2 separate regions of the Macaca mulatta genome follow, and region 2 is linked to region 1. A link is a contact called in public Hi-C data. All regions are on one chromosome and are shown on one strand. Each heading gives the region's core, a stretch centred on a gene start, on an enhancer-like site or on the middle of the called end of the contact. The rest is flanking DNA. Distances are from core to core; before and after follow the strand shown.

Region 1 (6,627 bases), core at 3,596-6,095:
GGCTCTGCCGGTTCAGCTGAAAGGGAGCTTAACAAAGAAGCAAGGGAGGAAGAAAGCAGGGAGAAAAGCCGGCTCCTGGCCTGTCGGGTTCTTTCTCTGCCTTGGCCACCCCTCTTTGTGTTCCACCAGCCCTGCGGGGGGGACCCCAATGTGAAAGCACAGCTCAGAGATGCCTAATGGGGACATGGCTCCTCCTGGACCCAGGGGGCTTGGCCAGGATCACTGTGTGGGTTTTTGGGAGGGAGAGGAGGGTGCTCTGGGCTGCTTCCTGCACGTGTATTTCTTTATATGGAGGCAGTGAGAACCGAATTCCCAGGGAGACAGCAGGCCCGAGAGTTTGAATTGCGATTCCCCCACCTTCCTGCTGTATATATAGCTCTGGGCCGACTACAGATTTCTCTGAGCCTTGGTCTTCTCGTCTGCAAAACAGGAAAAAGAACACTGCCTGGGCCAGGCGCGGTGGCTCACGCCTGTAATCCCAGTACTTTGGGAGGCTGAGACAGGTGGATCACTTGACGTCAGGAGTTTGAGACCAGCCTGGACAACACAGTGAAACCCTATCTCTAATAAAAATACAAAAAATCGGCTGGGCACGGTGGCTCACGCCTGTAATCCCAGCACTTTGGGTGACCGAGTCAGGCAAATCACCTGAAGTCGGGAGTTCGAGACCAGCCTGACCAACACGGAGAAACCACGTCTCTACTAAAAATACAGAATTAGCCGGGCGTGGTGGCACATGCCTGTAATTCCAGCTACTTGGGAGGCTGAGGCAGGAGAATCGCTCGAACCTGGAAGGCAGAGGTTACGGTGAGTTGAGATGGCGCCATTGCACTCTACCCTGGGCAACAAGAGCGAAACTCCATCTCAAAAAAAGAAAAAAAAATTAGCTGGGCATGGTGGCGTGCACCTGTAAACCCAGTCACTTGGGAGGTTGAGGCATTAGAATGGCTTGAACCTGGGAGGCGGAGGTTGCAGTGAGCTGAGATTGCGTCATTGCACTCCAGCCTGGGTGACGGAGCAAGACTCTGTCTCAAATAAATAAATAAATAAAAGCACTGGCCCACGGTTAGATCGTGGTAAGTCTAATTATCTTCCATCTTGGAGGACTCATGCCCTTATACTGCTGGGGACATTTCGGGGCCCCAAGGGACCCAGGACAGGCTACTTCCTTAACTAAGGGGCTTACTTCCATTGTTTCTCTGCCCCTGAGGACAGAGGAACCATTATTATCATCCCCATTTTGCAGGTGAAGAAACTGAGGCAGACAGAGGCCAAAGACACTTGCCAGTCAGCAACGGGTTTGGATTCAGGTTTGTCCCTTAACTGTGACTTTCTGTTGCACTGCTGGGGGTGGGAATGCCATCGTCTTGTGTGGTCCGGGAGTCGCAGGTAGGTTCGGAGCCACGGAGGATCGGAGCCCCTTGTCCTCTATGTGTGGATTCAGTACTTCCTTTTTTTCTCTTTGCTTCCATCCCAGGGAGAGTCCTTCCTGTGCTGGATGGGACCTTCCAGGTCCTAAGTTTTTGTGGCTGCAGAGTCAGCTCAGAGCCATTGGGCCAAACTCAACAGACCCACAGACAAACTGTGGCACATGCTCTCAGGCTCAGGGCTGCTGCGTGGCCTTTTTCTCTCTCCTCCTCTCCCTGGCATTTTTTGCAATTTCTGGGACTTTGGGTTCCTCTCTGGCATCCACTTTCTCTGGGCCTCCCAGGGTCTCTGTGACTGTCTAGACCTTCATCCTCCTCCCACAGCCCAGGCCACTACCCTAGCCACTGTCTGAAACTGACCTCGGCTGAGCCACTAATCCTGGTATTATAGGCAGCTCCAAGCTCAGGAACCCCAAGCTCCATCCTGTGAGAGGACAGACAGGTCCTGGACGCTGCACGGGTGGCCCTGGATGCTGCCTTCCAGTCACTGGACTCCTTGGGAAGGGGCTCAGATGCTGCTCCAGGGTTCCAGAGTGACCAGGGTTGAGGGTGGATTTTCAGAGCAGCAGCCTAGGCCCTCCTCCATCCATCATTTCCTGGTCTGGCCTGGCTGGGCCATTCCCTGATCCTGGAGAGGTTGGAGGTGTCCTAGGGTTGTGCCTCAAGTGGAGGGCAGGGCACTTAGTGCAAAGGACACTTAGTCTCACACACACTCACTCACAGTCACTTATACACTCATGCACACTCACATATACACTCACACATTCACACTCACACACATACACACTCTCACACACATACACTCACACACACATTCATATACACACTCATACACACACACTCTCATACTCACTCTCATACTCTTACACTCACTCTCACACACACATGCTGTCCCAGAGCTAGGGCCCTGCCACCTGTCCCAGTGACACTCCCCCCCACCAGCCTGGGTCCCCGGCTGCTGGGCACCATGACTGTGTCTAGAGCTGAAAGCTCCCTTCCCCTCCCCCGCTCCCACACGCCCGCAGCTGACCACTGCCTGCAGATCCAGGGCAGACTCATCTGTTTGCATCAGAGGCCCACCTCTCTGGAAGATTCTGGCATGTCCCACCATGCTACATGTGGTTCTCTTTGCCTGTCTCCTCTCTGTGCCTTTGCTCAAGCTGTTCCTCCCTCTGGCACACTGTTCCTGGCTGCCCCCACCATGTCCCAAAACAAATGCCTGGTCTCCCATGAACCTGCTCCCCCATGCTGTCCTCTGCCTCGGGGACAGCACCAGCATCCACCCACTGCACATGCCAGGGCACAAGGAGCCTCCCCAACCCCTCCTTGGCCTCCTTTACCCTCTAGCCATGCCACACCATGCCCTGTCCCCTGTACCTCCCACACTGTCTCAGCCGGCTGCCACCATCTCCCCTGGATCTCAGTGCGACACTCCCAACTGGCTTCTGTGTCCACTCTTGTCTCTACTATTCTGAGTAAGCTTTGGCGATCTAGTCTCTTTTCTCTATAAAACCCTTCCCAAGCTTCCGGCCACCATAAGACAAGGGCTGGTCTCAGGCCAAATGTCCCCCTCCCTGCCTCTGGTCATACTGATCCCCTCTCAAGCTCTTAGGTCTGTGGCCTGGGGGTCCCCATCCAGACCACCCCTGTCCCTTTCGCCTCCACCAGTCTCTCCTCCCCTCATCAGCCACCCTGGTCCTCAGGCACCCTCTTCGAGGAGGTCTTCCGCGACCTCTGCGGAGGCCAGGCCCAGGGGACCGGCGCTCCCTGCCCGCTACCCCCTTGTCATTCTTTAATGCCTTATTCATCACGATTTGTGCAGCTACCATCTCTCCTGCAGGACTGCTCTGTGGGGGCCTGACTGTGGCTGTCTTGTTTGTGACTGTGCCCCCAGCACCCTTGTGGGGCCCTCTGTGGGTTTGGTTTTCAGCCTGGCTCCACCCAGAGGCAGGAAAAAGGGAGCCCCAGTCCCTCCCACCCTCTCCTCCAGGAAACCCTCCCTGAAGAGACCCTGGGGTATCAGGGGAGGCCTCCTTGCCCCTCCCCTAGGGCTCCCAAGCCCTGTGTCCCAGTGGTCACCCCAAGGGCAAGGACATATTGGCTGGAGAGCCCCCAGGACAGGGCTGCAGCTGCCTTGTGCCTTCCACTCCCCCAAGCCCAGTGCCCCTGGGGCCTGGTTGATGAGGCTGGAGGGCTGCTCTCAGCTGGGGCACCAGGAGGCCAGGATGGAGCCCCACAGAGCCCCAGGGGTACGGGAAAGGTGGCAGTGCCCGCTCGGCATCCATTCCTCCTCCCCAAGCCCTGCCAGCTGGCTTCTCCAGCTCCAACTGGGCTCTGCCTTTCTCTCTCCCTCCATCACCCCGCTGGCTCCCCTCCTTCTCCCCTCCTCTCCTGCTCTCTTTCCCGTTCCCTCCCCTCTCCCCATTCCCCTTCCCGGACCTCCCCCGCCCCCACTTCTCTCCTCTCCTCTCCTCTCTTTTCCTCTCCTCTTTTCTCTGAGTCCTTCTCCCTCGCCTCCTTCCTTTCTTCTTCCTGGGTTAAAAATAATCAACTTTCTGGGAAGCAGCAGCTCCTGCTGAGCCGCCCTCCCCACACTCGGGAGCCCCTGAGAATAGCTTTCTGCGGTTCTCCACTCGAGCCCCTCCCCTCCCCTCGCCGCCTCCCCGCGAGCTGACTAATAAGCCCGGCCGCGCGGTGCCAGCTCGGCTGGAAAGGCGTTAACCGCTTCGTGCCCGGACCGCGCGAACGGGGCGGACGGGCTCTCTGCAGGCCCGCGGGGAGGGGTGGCGGGAGCAGGCGGCCCCGGGACACGGCTCAGGACGAAGCCCTGAGCCGCACGCGGCAGGCCCTCGATTCTTACTGGCGGTGGGATGAATGTTGACCTCTGACCGCCGCGCCGGCAGGTCCTGCTGCTGGTGCAGCTAGCAGAGCTTGGTGGCATCGGTGGGCGCGCCAGGTGCGATACCCAGGGGATGGGTCCGGGCCACATGGAGGGCGTGGCTGGGCCGGTGAGGCTCCTTCCCTGTGGCCCGGGGGACTTCTAGGTCCCTGGCACTGGGCACTGCCTGAGGGGAGCCGGGGCTGGGACCGTTCAAGTTCGGGCCAAGGGCAAGGAAGGGCTGAAAACTGTCCTGGGATCCAAGGACGTCCACAGCTGGTAGGGTCTTTAGCGATCACCCACTCTCCTTGCAGAAAGGGAAACTGAGGCCCAGAAGGTGTGACTGAGGCCGGGACGTCTCTCGGTTCCTGTCCCAGACTAAGGGATGCCCGCGGCCCTGGAGCCGAGACTTTCAGTTCGGGCGTTTCTGCAGGGGTAAGGTTGGGGGAGGGGCGGGGTACATCAAGGTCAAAGGTGAGAAGTAGGTGGGGAGAGAAGAAGCGCGGAGCTCTGCGGGGTCCCCGCCAGTCCCGCCCACTCCGCGTGGTCTCGGCATTACCTCATCGCGGCGAGCTCTCATTGGCTAGTTCCCCCCTTGAAGGACGGCCCAATGCGGCGGAGCCCCTTAACCCTTTCCGCCCTGCGGACTCTGCCCTGGCCATGCCACCTGCCTCCGCGGCCCCCAAGCGGCTTTCAGGCGCTGGAGGGCCACGGAGAACAGGGAAAGGTAATGTGGGAGCCGTCTCGAGGCCAGAGAGTACAGTGGTTAGAGCACAGGTCAGACAACTACGTCTTGGGCCCCTGGCCTGCGGCCGGCTGTGTGACCTTGGGGACTGGCTTCACCTCGCTGAGCCTCCGCTAGTTTGCTTAGCTGTAAACAGAGGTGAATGATGTAACTCCTGCCCTTCCCAATCCTTCCCGGTGTACTTGCCAAGTGCCAGGCACACGTGGCCTCTGCGTTCCATTCCACCTTGTCTCCTCACTGCAAGAGGTACAGTTGTTGTTATGGGTTTTCCGAGGAGGAAACAGGGCTCAAAGCAGCAAAGCTGCCTCCCAAGGTCACCCATCAAGAAAGTCACAGAGCTGAGATTTGATCCCGAGTTTCAAGTTCTGAGCTGTACTCCTCCCCAGGGCAAGATTCTGCTTCTGCTGGGAGGCACTGCTTCTAGGAGCTCTCCATCTCTCGAAGGAGGGACAGGACTCATACCCAGCTGGTCAGCTGGTGACACATGCCACTGTGGCCAAATAAAACCAGTGACAAGCTGGAAAGCCCAGGACCTCCAGGGACAAGGGACAGGAAGAAGGGTGAGGGCAGGGAGGGCTGGAGTTGAACCCTCTAACGGGGAGGCAGGAGGACCCTCAGACAAAGGCAGGGGGCTGGACTGAGTCCTGTGAGGGTGCACGGGGTAGGAAGCTCTGAAGAAGCCTGCAGGATCCCCTGAGAGTCAGCCTGCTGGTTAGGGGTCAGCCCAGGGAGGCGGCTTCTCTCTGGGCCGCACCAGGGGTCAGCCTGGGGCAGGAGTGCAAGCTGAGGCCCACATACCTCATGTCTAGGTATTTACAAGTTATAAATCAAGCTAACAAACTGCTAAATAAAATATGTTCTGTTGCCTGGTACGGCGGCTCATGCCTGTAATCCCATCACTTTGGGAGGCCGAGGTGGGCAAATCACCTGAGGTCGGGAGTTCGAGACCAGCCTGACCAAAATGGAGAAACCCCGTCTCTACTAAAAATACAAAATTAGCCGAGTGTGGTGGTGCATGCCTGTAATCCCAGCTACTCGGGAGGCTGAGGCAGGAGAATCGCTTGAACCAGGGAGGTGGAGGTTGCAGTGAGCCAAGATCGCACCACTTCACTCCGGCCTGGGCAACAAAAGCGAAACTCCGTCTCGAAAAAAAAATGTTCTGTCCTCCTTCCTTGACAAATACACCTTCATAAGGACAAACACACCTGGAAGGCTGGGTTTGTGTTTAGAATTATCAGGCTCCTCGGAGACCGGAGACTGCAGGAGGAGCTGTAGCAGGTGGGAGGGTGGGGGTGGGGAGCCAGCCTCAGTCTCTGGCCTCTCCAGCTTCACACTCTTCTTTCCTTTTTGCCCCAGGTTCTTTTCTTTTCCCTGAGGGGCTGTGCATGCTCAGGTGTAGGCACTCCAGGCTGTAAGCACATGTTCTGTCCACACCCCCTGCCAACAGCCACCTCCTGGTCACTCCTGGGGCTTAAGGGTGCCCAAACGGGTGGCTCAGACAACCCTCAGGAGAATGCACCCAGGACGCAGGCTGAGGTCATTGAACAGGGAACTCCAGGGCCCCAGATGCCAGATCA
Region 2 (6,359 bases), core at 1,442-3,941, 170 kb after region 1:
GTCCTCCATTGGCCCAGGGGGTGGCAGGGAAGGTGATTTCCCAAATAGCAGCCCCCAGAGCCCAGGTTCTGCCCCCAGAGGAGCTCAAGTCCAGACACCAGAAGGACCTCCCTTCATCCTGAAGACATTTACATGAGGAGAGCCACTTCCCCGAGTGACTCAACATGCACAGATCTGGAGGGACACACGCACACGCAGAGGGCTTCTCTAGAGAGCTGTCTGTGCCCTTCACTTCCGGCCCAGGATTCCCAGGCTCCAGCCCAGCCCCAGCAATCCAAGTCCTTCCCATCTATGCAAAGCTCAGGGTTGCCTCCGGCTTGTGGGAGCCTCCTGAAGCCATATCCTGTTCCCTCATTCCAGAGGCTTTCCCTGCCTAGTGGGGCAGCTCTGGGGCTGGGGGAGAGTGGGGAAGGCCCCAGCCTGAACCACAGGGAAGTGAAAGCCCTCAGGGAAATTCGCACTCCAGCCGCCTGCCAGCCAAGGACAGCACACATTCATACATGCGCACTGACACACACGTGTACACACCGACACGTCTGTACATACAGCCCCATAGTCACCCTGACACGCAGACACACCCTTGTCAGAGGTGTTCGAACCAGAGCGACTCCATTTGAGTGAGGGCTGGAAAACGAGACTGGGACCCGCTGGGCCACATTACCAGAAAGGTAGGTATTCCGAGCCTGTAGATGTTAGGGAACAAACTAATAAAGTTTACTAAAACAGACCCAGACTTAGGAGTGTCCAGATATCCCCATATCTGGAGAACAAAGGCATTCCTAATTTTGCTTTAAAGATAATAATATCGATTCTTGCAAAATATAGTAATTAAGAAAATTAATCCTTTACACAAACACTTGTAGCAGAGCAAATCTCCCCCTACATACAAGCATGTAGTTAGGGTGGATGCGGTCCTCCTCTTACTTTCGGGAAAGTTCGGGAACGTTCGGGAACGTCCTACTCTGTCTGTGGAGGTAGCTGTCTTTTTACCACTATCCTTTATTTCTTTTTCTTTTTTATTATTTATTTTTCTTTTTTATTTTTTTGTGTGTGTGTGAGACGGATTCTTGCTCTGCCCAGGCTGGAGTGCAGTGGCATGATCTCGGCTCACTGCAACCTCCGCCTCCCTGATTCAAGCGATTATCCTACCTCAGCTTCCCAAGTAGCTGAGACTACAAGCGTGTGCCACTACACTCAGCTAATTTTTTTTTTTTTTTTGTATTTTTAGTAGAGACAGGGTTTCACTATATGTTGGCCAGGATGGTCTCAAACTCCTTACCTCAGATGATCTGTCCGCCTCGGCCACCCAGAGTGCTGGGATTACAGGCGTGAGCCACCGCGCCCAATCCCTTGTACTTTCTTTATAAACTTGCTTTTGCTTTGCACTGTGGACTCATCCTGAATTCCTTCTTGCGCGAAGTCCAAGAACCCTCTCTTCTTTCCTGTAACACACTAACACATACACACTGAAACTCACACACGCACTAATACACACTCCCCTACTCCCACTGGTGCACACACACCAGCACACTCACAATGACATGACACACCCAAGCACTCACGGACACAGGCGCACACACGCGGACACAGGCGCACACACACGGACACAGGCGCGCACACACGGACACAGCAGTGTGTAACTCTGGGTCTCCAGTGGGTCTGAGTGGTCTGTTCCACAGTGGGTCTCTCTTGAGGTTGGAGCCTCCTCTCAGAAACGTTTCTGCCCCCAGCTGCCACGTGGCCTAAAATCCTGAGAAATTAGGAAAGATTCCTTTAAAACCAGCATCTCGGATTTTAGGCTTAAGCAATATTTGGAAAATGTGAGGCTCAGTCCCCCAGCTCGCTGGGCTGTGGGCCTGTGTCACCTAGCGCGCGTGGGGGGCAGGCAGGAGGAGGGGACTGGCTCATGGTATGGGGCGAGTCCGGACAGATTTGGGGCACACGCAGGCACGCGGACACCCCACCGCCGAGAGCCAGAGAGACAGCAGAGGGCCGTGGGGGTCAAAGACAGCGCTCTGGAGGTACCCAAGCCCCACCCACTCTCTCTGCAACCCTCCCCAAGGGACTTCACGCCCTCAAACCTCAGTTTCCCCATCTGCACAATGGGTGTGATCCCGAGACCCACCTCATGGGGTAATGTGAAACTTAAATGACACCGCACCGATTAAGTTATAAGCCCTGGAAGCCCAAGAAAAGAAAGTGGTGGTGCGATGGGGGAAAAACCACCATCCCCGGCTTCCCGCGTGTAACGGGGCCGAAAATAACCAGCATTTTCCTTTTCTCTGCGGCTGAAGCCCACGCTTCCCAGAGGACTGGGCCTGCTTATCAGGAGCAGAGCGGCTCGCTCGGCTGTCTCCGCCAGAAGGTGACTGTGGGGGCCCCGCTCCCCTCCAGCCTGCAGCCCGACTCCCACCAGGAATACACCGGCTCCTCTCCCCCCGCCCCTTTCAGGTTTCCGCCCCACCCCCAGCCCACAAACAATTTTGCATATATTTAAATCTCCTCTGCGAGTTCCCCCTCCCCCGGAAAAAGACAGAAAGAAATTACAAAGGCCGTCATTTGTCTCCGTCCCCGCACCCCATCTATCAGGGCCAGGAGCCCGTCGCCTCGAATGAGGCGCGCGCCCGGGACGGCCGCTTTAATGGGGCGCCGCGTGTGACTGTGCAGCCGCGCGGCGGGCGCAGCCGGCCGGCATTTGCATACATATTAAACGGAGCAGTAAAAAATGCAGACATGCAAACCATTTGGACGGGCTCCTCGGCGTAGAGCCTGCCAGGAAATCAATCTTCTGGTTTCTTAAAGGCAGCCTGCTCGGGAGGAGGTGGCGATGCCACACAGCCCGCAGGCCGTGGGAGGGGGCCATGGTCTGTCCATCTGCCTGCAGGAGCAGCCGTGGGGCTCCTTCCCGGCCATGGAGGAGCCACCCACTGGGAGCCAGGGGCCCGGGAGTGAGTGTGGTGGGTCCTGGCTCAGCCGGCTGTGTGCCCTGCTGTAAGAGGGGTCCCCTCTCTGAGTGCCCACCCCCACCCCATCACTGAAGATAATTCCTTTCCCTTTTGCTACTCTGGGACTTAAGGGACTAACCCAAGAACACTGGGCCCCTCTACGCAGAGCCTGGGTCTCTAAGCCAGGTGCAGAGAAGGATGGCCAAGAACACAGGCTCTGGAGGCAGGCGACCCGAGTTAAAAGTCAGGCTGCACTCCCCATGAGCTGTGTGATCTTGGGCAAATGCATCAACCTCACTGTTTTCCGAAAAAGGGGGATCCACATGCCTCCCTCTTAGGTATGTGGTTGGATTGAAATAGGTCAGCCTCGTAAAGCACTTGGCTCATTGCCGGGCATGTAGTAAGTGCTCAATAAATAGTGGCAGAACAGTGTGTAGGAGGGCCCTTGGTGTTATTGGTATGTTTTTCTGGGTGAATATCCCTCTTTATATCTGCATGGTGTGGCAAGCCATTCCTCCCTGAGCCTCCTTACCTGTAAAATGGGGTGTTTTGATTTTCACGGGAACTGCTGTGTTCTAGAGGGCACCGGGTCCCTGCTGTGTGCTCCCACCACCCGCTGATTTCAGCCAGGTGTGGCCACGCTGGCGCCTCTGAGGGCTGCCCACAGCCTGTCTTGGGCAAAGCCCAGGGCAGGGATGGGTGCATACCCCCAAACTGACCATTCATCTGTGGGGCCAGGAAAAGGCAACTGGCCCTGAGCCTTAGCCGAGTGAGACTGGGGCTTCTCTGAATTCCAAGGCACAAATAAGGAAACCGAGGCTCAGAGAGGTGTGGCAAAGCCAGGAAGCTTGAAGGTGGTGCTGCTGGGATTCAAGCCAGGTGTGCCTGACTGCAAGGCCACCTCCCCAGAGGTCCCCCGGGAAGGAAATACTGTCGGCAGAGGGAGGAGCTCATCCCATAGTGTCAAGGGACACAGTTTCCCCCCAAAGGAGGGGGGTACTTGTGGAGAAAGAGTTGAGTTTTGTGTCTGAGCCCACGTGAATATGTGGTACTCACGAAGGTCCTTCTTTTTTTTTTTTTTTTTGAGATGGTGTTTTGCTCTTGTTACCCATGCTGGAGTGCAAGGGCGCGATCTCAGGTCACTGCAACCTCCAACTCCTGGGTTCAAGCGATTCTCCTGCCTCAGCCTCCAGAATAGCTGGGATTACAGGCACCCGCCACCATGCCCAGCTAATTTTTTGTATTTTTAGTAGAAACGGGGTTTCACTATGTTGGCCAGGCTGATCTCAAACTCCTGATCTCAGGTGATCCACCTACCTCAGCTTCCCAAAGTGCTGGGATTACAGGCATGAGCCACCGTGCCCGGTTCGGTCCTTCCTTGAAAAGACCCGGAGGAAGAGGGGACAGAGAGTTTTCGGGAACCAGCTCAAGTTTGGCCTTTATTCATTTCCTTCATACTCCCAGAAGCGAGGAACAAGGTCCCCAAGACCCGGCCAGGCAGTGGGCAGTGCTGGGGAGTTAATGGCAGGATGGGGGGTGCACCTAGACCAGGGGGTGCACTGTCCTCTCCGAGACCCTGGGGATTAGGTGAAGAGGCCAACCCAGGGCACTGGGGTGAGAGGGCTTTGCCTTCAGTTGGGAGAGGGTTCCCTGTGGTTCAAAGCTTCCCAGCTGAGTGGCAATATGACCTCCGTGATGTGTGTGAGAGTTGCAGCCTAGAGTTATGGGAACTAAAGAGGCCAGACCAAGAGCTGTGGCCCAATTCACTGGTGTCTCGCTGTGTGACCTTGGAAAGGGCCCCGCTTCTCTGGGCTAGGGTGGCTGAGCCGACTGCACCCCTGCTCTGTCTCTCAGGGAGCCCCTCTCTTTCAGTCCTGACCTCCAGGCTATCTGGGCCTCTGTCCCTCCACCTCCCTCTGCAACCAAGTGCAGGCCGCCCCCACTGCCCGGCAGGCAGCCCAGCCGGGGTGGAGGAAGCCGGCAGGGCGGGAAAAGGCGGGAGGGGTCTGAGTTACAGGAACCAGCAGGGCCATTGCTCAACTGGGGAGCCTGGCCGCGGGCCTGCCTCGGCCCCCACCTCCAGCAGCCCGCCCTCCTCCTAGCTCTGCATTGCAAACATTCCTCGCCAACCTCGGGTTGCTGCAGCCCCGGAAGGGGGATCTGCAGCAGACACAGCACGAGGCCGCCAGAAACACTTAACCCCTTCGCTCCTTCCAGGCAGAGCCTTCAAGCGGAGGAAGGAGGAGCTGGGTGGCGGCCGCCACAGTCCTTCCCAGGCTATGGGTGACTGGGTCAGGTGATTTGCTGGCAGGCCCGGCCTCTGATTACCAACCTGGATCAACAGGTTGCGTGTTCATGACTCACCCAGCAGACATTTCCGGAGCTTCCCCTGGGTGCTGGCAACAGGCATGAAAATCCAAGAGTGGCCCCAGCACGGGGGGGCGGGGGGGGGGTGTGATGCGGGTGTCATAAGCAGACATGTGTTTTAGATCATTACAGTGATGAGTGCAACCAAGACGTGCAGGGTGAGCCTGAGCACAAACTAAAGTGGCTCAACTCATCAGGGAGGGCTTCCTGGAGGAAGTGACATTTAGGAAGCCCTGTGAGAGCAGAGGGAGAGTTCCAGGCAGAGGAGGCAGCAAGTGTGAGGCTCTAGAGGGAAGAGAGACGTTGGCATGTTTCAATTTGTGTTTCTGGAGGAGAGAGAGGAAGGGGAGGAAAGCCCCCAGGTGGGAGAGCTTGGCCCATGCCAGGTCCCAGAAGGCCTTGAGGCCACTCCCAGCATGGACCATCATCTGAGGTCAGTGAGGAGCCGGGGAAAGGCTTATGTGTGGAATGACATGGTCAAGTTTACCTCTAAGCCCTAAGATGCCTGAATAAAAACAGAACCTTGGGCCGAGCGTGGTGGCTCACGCCTGTAATCCTAGCACTTTGGGAGGCTGAGGCAGGCGGACCACGAGGTCAGGAGATCCAGACCAGCCTGGCCAACATGGTGAAACCCCGTCTCTACTAAAAATACAAAAATTAGCTCAGTGTGGTGGTGCGCACCTGTAGTCCCAGCTACTCCGGAGGCTGAGGCAGGAGAATCACTTGAACCCAGAAAGTAGAGGTTGCAGTGAGCCGAGATTGCACCACTGTACTCCAGCCTAGGTGACAGAGCGAGACTCTGTCTCAAAAAAAAAAAAAAAAAAAAAAAAAAAAAGACTGGGCTCAGTGGCTCACAGCTGTAATCCCAGCACTTTGGGAGGCCAAGGCAGGCGGATCACCTGAGGTTGGGAGTTCAAGACCAGCCTGACCAAATGGAGAAACCCCGTCTCTACTAAAAATACAAAATTAGCCAGGCATGGTAGCACATGCCTGTAATCCCAGCTACTCGGGAGGCTGAGGCAGGAAAACCGCTTGAATCTGGGAGGC

What was found. Hi-C and Micro-C count contacts between places; a contact is called where the count stands out from the background.
Region 2: a contact with region 1 is called in a Hi-C map of fetal cortical plate, with 1.6 times the contacts expected there. The contact joins two enhancer-like sites. A contact is called at or near these places in 2 of 14 Hi-C or Micro-C datasets (cortical neurons and fetal cortical plate).

The regions. Positions count from the first base shown.
Region 1 is chr15:18,125,051-18,131,677 of T2T-MMU8v2.0, forward strand. The region is part of intron 1 of LOC106993593; the gene reads right to left. LOC114672715 (a long non-coding RNA gene) reads left to right here. Exons shown (of 7, transcript XR_013405491.1): 5 at 431-807; 6 at 1,247-1,310. Among named protein-coding and RNA genes, the nearest start is that of NTMT1, 130 kb to the left of the region's middle. Within about 2 kb of position 4,846, at least 31 of the 40 cell types and tissues checked have an H3K27ac peak or open chromatin away from gene starts, as enhancers often do. A contact at or near this core is called in fetal cortical plate, where this site is marked.
Region 2 is chr15:18,296,535-18,302,893 of T2T-MMU8v2.0, forward strand. No RefSeq gene overlaps it. Among named protein-coding and RNA genes, the nearest start is that of IER5L, 170 kb to the right of the region's middle. Within about 2 kb of position 2,692, at least 15 of the 40 cell types and tissues checked have an H3K27ac peak or open chromatin away from gene starts, as enhancers often do. A contact at or near this core is called in fetal cortical plate, where this site is marked.